2 separate regions of the Mus musculus genome follow, and region 1 is linked to region 2. Evidence: chromatin contacts called from public HiChIP or PLAC-seq data. All regions are on one chromosome and are shown on one strand. The core of a region is the stretch at or near the end of the contact, and the rest is flanking DNA. Distances in the headings are between cores, read along the strand shown. Region 1 has its middle 52 kb from the start of 1700010I02Rik. Region 2 has its middle 150 kb from the start of 1700010I02Rik.

Region 1 (3,203 bases), core at 113-2,612, 200 kb after region 2:
ATGGGGTAGGGGACTTTCAGAAGGGAAGCTGAGAAATATGGTAACATTTGAAATGTAAATAAATAGAATATCCAATAAATTTTAAAAAATTTCTAACTCAATCTTAGGCTGGTCTAATATTTAGCCCAATATTAGAGATTCCTATTGTAGATAACTAATATTCTTAATTGTCTAGCAAAGTTAATTCTGAGCACAGCCCCCACTTCCAGAGAATCTCTGGCCTTTTCACTAATTCTAAAACCAGCCTGGAGACTGAGCTTGAGCCTTGCTAATTTGCAACTGAATAAAGTACCTGGACTTCCCCAAAAGAAGCTTTGTGATGTTACTCTCACTGTCTAAGATTTTGTCTTTCAAGCAGGTCAATCAACACCTTCAGCCTGACTGCAGTATTCGTACATCCCCGCCCCCAAGAGCATTCAGGTGGCAGCTGCTATTTTCATTCTAAAGACATTCCTGCATATGTTGTGGCTTTAGGTCTGATTTGAGATTTAGGTTTTCTATTAGAGCTAAAAAGGCAGAAATTTCAGATATTAGCAATAGTCACTTGGACACTTGGAACATTGATGAATTGGCCATAGATTTAAAAATAACCTAAATACATTGAATCCCCTAGATTGGGTTCAATATATAATCCTATTTGCTATAATTATTGGCACTATTTTATTAGTAATCATTGTGTTTCCACTCATCTTTAGAGCACTCCTAAAATCTGTAGCTACGACGAGGCGGGACATCCTAGAACTTCAGCTAAATAATAAAAGTACAGGGGGAATGCCACGCATACTCCGGTGAAGTCTGCTTGACAGGCTAAGAAGCCTAGAAAGCACTCGTGAGGCAAGAGTTTCACAGAAGCTCACCTCCTGGAGCCTTGGCGTTCTCATTAACCCGCACACTCTTACCCTATCCCCGAGTTTGTCTGGTGTATGGATCCATGTGCTCTCCTTTACAGTTATGTTACTATAGTGCCTTTTAAATTTGAATCTTGACATAGTTAAGCCAGTGTTCCAAAGTCCAAGAAAGACTGAGTAACTGATTACTTAGAATTCAACTAGGAAGTTACCTATTCAGTAACTAATTAGCATTATAAAAAAGACCGAGCCAACAGATCAGGGCTAGTCTGCTAGATGTTTACTAGGACAGTCTTATCCAGATATGGTTTACCTTAAGAAAAGTTAAGAAATCCCACTGAGACAGGTTTCTTCTTTAGGTCCTAAAATTCAGGCAGAACTATAGAGTATAAATAAATTTTATGCCTCAGGCCAGCCTTTTCTTTTTTATATTAACAACAGGGAGGAGATGTAACCCCCCTCCCCAGCCTGAAACCTGGCTGATCAAGTTTCACTGTTAGCACAAAGAAAGCATCAGGGTGGGGCCTGCCACCCTGTCACGCCCACTTCTACTGCCCGCTGCCTAGCTGTTCGGAGCTATCACGTGGTCACTTGAAACTTTACTCCAGGATGATTTGGCGGGGAATTGGCCCCCTTCCCCTGTTTCATAACCCAGTGTCGGAAATGGTAAAATCAAACCTTGATCAGACTGATTGTCTTGGTTCTGTCTTTCTCTCGTGCTGCCTAGCCCCCCTTCTTCTCTTCCAGGTTTCCAAGATGCCTTTCCAGACTAGAACCCAGGCATGTGAGCTGCTGGCCAGACGCAACACTGAAGTAAAAGCCATCCAGAGACTGCTCCACCTAGGGATTTATCTCATCTGCAGACACCAAACCCAGACACTATGGCTGATGCCAAGAAACATTTGCTGACAGGAGCGTGGTATAGCTGTCCCCTGAGAGTCTGTGCCAGAGCCAAACTAATGTGGCTCTGAGCAGCAAATCACGAAACTGAGCACAAGGACCTCAATGGAGGAGTTAGGGGAAGGACTGAAGGAGCTGAAGGGGTTTGCATCCCAATAGGAAGAAATACAATATTAACCAACCAGACTCCCTCAAAGCTCCCAGGGAGCTACCAACCAAAGAGTGCACATGGAGGGACACATGGCTCCAGCTGTGTATGTAACAGAGAATTGTTTACCTTAGCTGACATCAGTGAGAGGGGAGTCCCTTGGTCCTCTGAAGGCTCAATAACCCAACATAGGACAATGGTTGGGCCCCGAGACAGGAGTAGGTAGATGGGTGGGGGAGCACCCTCAAAGAAGCAGGAGATATGGGGGAGGGTGTATGGGGTTTGTAGAGGGGTACCTGGGAAATGTAATTATTTACATTTGAAGTGTAAATAATTAAAATAACCAATAAAAAACAAAGCAAAGAAAAAATAAAAGACAAGTGATGTATTCTTACAATACATAAGACATTCTCTCTATAATAGATACTTAGTAAATGTTAATATATGGATGTCTCTGAAATCTAGTAACGTAAGACTGTAATTCCCAGAAAAAAAAGCTATGGCTAGAGCTTTGGTGTTCTGACAAACTTTAGGCTATTTGAGCTGCCACAGAGAAATTCTATAACCTGCATAGCTTATAAACAACAAAAACCTGTTTCCTAGTTCCCAAGGTTGAGAAGGCAAGGTTCAAGATATTCTCAGATTCAGTGTCTGATAAGAACTAGATTGTATATGATGCCTTTACCTGTGTTCTCATATAGTGGAAGTACCTAGCTATTTCTCTGGAACTTAGACTATCAGTCCCAAACACAAAGCCTACTTTAATTATGGTTCTTTAACACTTCAAACTACCTTCTATCCCACCTACAAGAGGATATGGGAAAAGAAAGGTTCATGGAAAATGGGAGTTTTGAACCTCTTTAGTAGCAGTTCTTTGGGGCAATTCCAATCTTCATTGTTAAGATATCAAGCCAGTTGAAGATATCAAAACACAAGTCATAGTGGCAGTGCAGTCTAATCAGCAAATACCAAACACAAATCAATAGCAGTGGCTTCATCCAGAAAAAAAAAATCTTCACCTCCCAAAATTTTCATCTCCCACTAACACTGAAGGTTAAGATTTCACTCTGCCTCAAGAGAAGTAAGGCAAAGAGCAACAACTGTCAGTCCATGTCTCTCAAATTGTCTCCTAGGAAAGGAGATAATTTTACATTTTATTATCTCTAAATGATAACAATATCAATTGCTCAAAAAGAGAGCAATTGATATTGAAGCTGAAAAAGCAGAGGACTTGGTGTGTGTGTGTTGTGTGTGTGTGTGTGTGTGTGTGTGTGTGTGTGTGTGTGTATAGGAGTACCTATGTGTTT
Region 2 (2,891 bases), core at 354-2,853:
AGAAAACACATGTTTCCTATTATCCCTCAGCTTTGACATATTTGTGGCATCTCTTTTCTCTGGGTATGTTCTTCATTTCTCTCTCTGTTATGTGGAAGCTATCCACACTGTCAGTGTTTTGTATCCAGGATATGAAAAAGAGTTTCTGTCCTCAAGTAGCCTCCCATCTGGCCAATCTGGTAAAGCTTATTTGTGGGCTGAGTATGTGTCTGTGTACAAAGACCACAAAATTTCAAAAAGTCCAATTCATACAATTTCTATATGTTTTTACTTTCTCAACTCAAATTGGTAATTCTGATTGATAATTAAAACCCTTTTATATGTGTACTTATGAATATGAATTGAATTTTAACAGTGTATTGGTCGTATAAAATTTTAGGCTGTATCTCTTAGATTAAGTAAGATGTTTGAGGAATATGTATCTCTATCTATCTCTATTGCTATTTCTTGCAAAGGAAATGCTTCTCAGAGGAATTAAGACTCCATAGAAGCTTCTTTGTATATGGTAACCTAGCAAACTGACTACTGTAATCTCTTTTGGATTGTTTTAAGGGGGCAGGGGCAGATTAAAGTTAGAGTCAGTCTATCAGATTTAAATTAAGAACAGGGCTTGGAATACCACATTGTGCTGTGGAATAATGGACCTTTATAGGGTGCAGGCTTTACATAATTAAGGGAAAAAAATTAAAGGATTGAGTGTGTGAAAGATGGGACTGGAAAATTTGAGATAGCACAAACAAGTCTTAAGTGATGCCATGTGCAGCCGAGTCAGGAGTTGTGGGAATTTTGGGAAACCAGGCTACTTAACTGCAGGAGCTGTTGGTGGAGAAGAATGTGGGAGGCTGTTGCCTCTGCTCACTCATGGCTGACCTGGAAATTCTAACTCTGTGAGAAGCCAAGGGGGATATATGATCAGGGAGAGCAAAGCTGGGCAGGAGCAAGAACCTGCAAGTCTCCTTCCATCAGACTTTCTCAGCAGCCAATCACAAAGCCCTTCAGAAAACAGTGACCCAAGCCTTCCTTTCTCCTTTAAATTATTTGTGACTATAAGCCAACTTCACTTCAGAAGCAAACAAGGAGAGGACTTCTAAAATTATAGTTAGGTAACATTGTCTACCCAAAACAATCACATTACACCCTAGTTCTTAGGTAACATGGACTAAAATTGGCAAACATTCTTTTTGCTTAGAAGACAGTAGATTGAACTAATTATAGAAGCTTATATGAAAAGGTATATGAATGTTCATTAAGTGATGATTAAATGGCTCTAAAACATTCATTTTGTTTGGATGAAATGTTTAAAGACCTTAATACACAAAAAAATAGTACAAAGGGTTAACTTGAACTCTAAACTGCTGCAGAGGCTCTGAGTCCCTTTGTCTGTGTTGAACGGATCTCTAGTTGCAGATGGGCAAGGAGTCAGCGAATGACAGACAGATCAACATGGTAGATTGTGTAGAATCTGAATGTAATTTGTCAAGTTGAGCATCAAACTTTTTATACAGAAGAATAACAAGAAACCAGGCGAGATACATCCACTGAGTTACAGTGACACAATACAAAAGAAATTTATACTTCAAAAGAAGGCAGGGACCAGGCCGCTGCCACTAAGAAGGGAGCCAGGTGTAATGCTAGTCTATTGTTAAGCCTACCACCAGGGGTTCTTAGTAAAAGCCTGATTTCTTTGGGCCTAGTGAAGAAACCTGTCTCAGGGGGATTCCCTAACTCTTTCATGGTGAACCCACCTGTTCACTAGGCCATTGTGAATTCCCTTGTCTGGGTAAGACTGGCTATTGCCTCAAGTAAACACTCGGCAGACCAGCCCTCAGCTATTCTGGCTCTGTTCTTTGTAATGTCTAATTAGTTTCACTGTCTCTACTAGAAGTAAATTTGAATGTTACTGAATAGAAAACCTCACTGAATTCCTACTGAATTCCAAGTTTGTTGACTTCAAGGATTTTCTGGGACATTGGAACATTGGCGAAGGCTTAGCTATGTCAGAATTCAATCTTAAAAGGCATTTATAATAAAATAATTCTAAATGAGAGCACGTGGATCCATACACCAGACTAACGCAGGGATAGGGTATGAATATATGGGTTATGAGAACGCCAAAGTTCTAGGAGGTGAGTTTCCATGAAACTCTTTGCCTCGTGAGTGCTCCCAGGTCTCTTGGCCTGCCAAGCAAACTTCACTGGAGTGTGAATAGCACTAAACAAAATATTCCAATTGCAATTATTTTGATAAAGTATTAAATTAATATAAAAACTCTGTCATTTCATTTTGTCTGAATAATTGAAACCCTATTTATCACTCTAAGTACTCTCATGGGAATCTATATAGTAATCTTCTGCTTTTTGTCTTTTTACCCTTAAATTCCAAAATGGAGTAAATACATTACATATAGCCAATGAACCTTGTCATCCTCAGACCTTGTTGTAAGCCTCTGGACCTGTTAATAATTGTTTTGAAATTTTATCTAAGTTGCCTAATTAGAACAGTTACCATCAATAACTTCAAATGTAATGTATCTTACATTAAAACCTCTGAAGAGTACATGCCCCTATTCTTTTTGATCATCCTTATTAACCAAGAGTAAAAACAAATAGGTTGATATGAAAAATGATATTCAGCATCCATCACACTGTTATATGCAGTTGGGGAAGAGGTTAGAATTCCAGCTATTTGTGAACAGGCCTGAGTTTTTCTTTTTCTTTTTTCTTTTTTTTTTTTTTGTTTTTTTGTTTTGTTTTTTTATATTCCTTCTTTTTATTTAATTTTTTTTTATTTCCCTTCCTGGTCCACCCTCTGACTGTTCCACATTCCATACCTCCTCCCTGCCTGTATCTCCATGAGGATATCCCCAATCACAGACCCCACACCTCACCAGA

What was found. HiChIP or PLAC-seq counts read pairs in DNA pulled down with a chosen protein or histone mark.
Region 1: a contact with region 2 is called in an H3K27ac HiChIP or PLAC-seq map of embryonic stem cells, with 6 times the contacts expected there. The contact joins two enhancer-like sites. A contact is called at or near these places in 2 of 484 Hi-C or Micro-C datasets (both in embryonic stem cells) and 9 of 115 datasets of contacts at active chromatin or transcription factors (embryonic stem cells, epiblast stem cells and stem cell-derived epiblast-like cells).

Annotation. Positions count from the first base shown.
Region 1 is chr3:8,005,474-8,008,676 of GRCm38.p6, forward strand. No RefSeq gene overlaps it. Among named protein-coding and RNA genes, the nearest start is that of 1700010I02Rik, 52 kb to the left of the region's middle. Within about 2 kb of position 1,363, at least 22 of the 459 cell types and tissues checked have an H3K27ac peak or open chromatin away from gene starts, as enhancers often do. A contact at or near this core is called in embryonic stem cells and stem cell-derived epiblast-like cells, where this site is marked.
Region 2 is chr3:7,803,553-7,806,443 of GRCm38.p6, forward strand. No RefSeq gene overlaps it. Among named protein-coding and RNA genes, the nearest start is that of 1700010I02Rik, 150 kb to the right of the region's middle. Within about 2 kb of position 1,604, at least 7 of the 459 cell types and tissues checked have an H3K27ac peak or open chromatin away from gene starts, as enhancers often do. A contact at or near this core is called in embryonic stem cells and stem cell-derived epiblast-like cells, where this site is marked.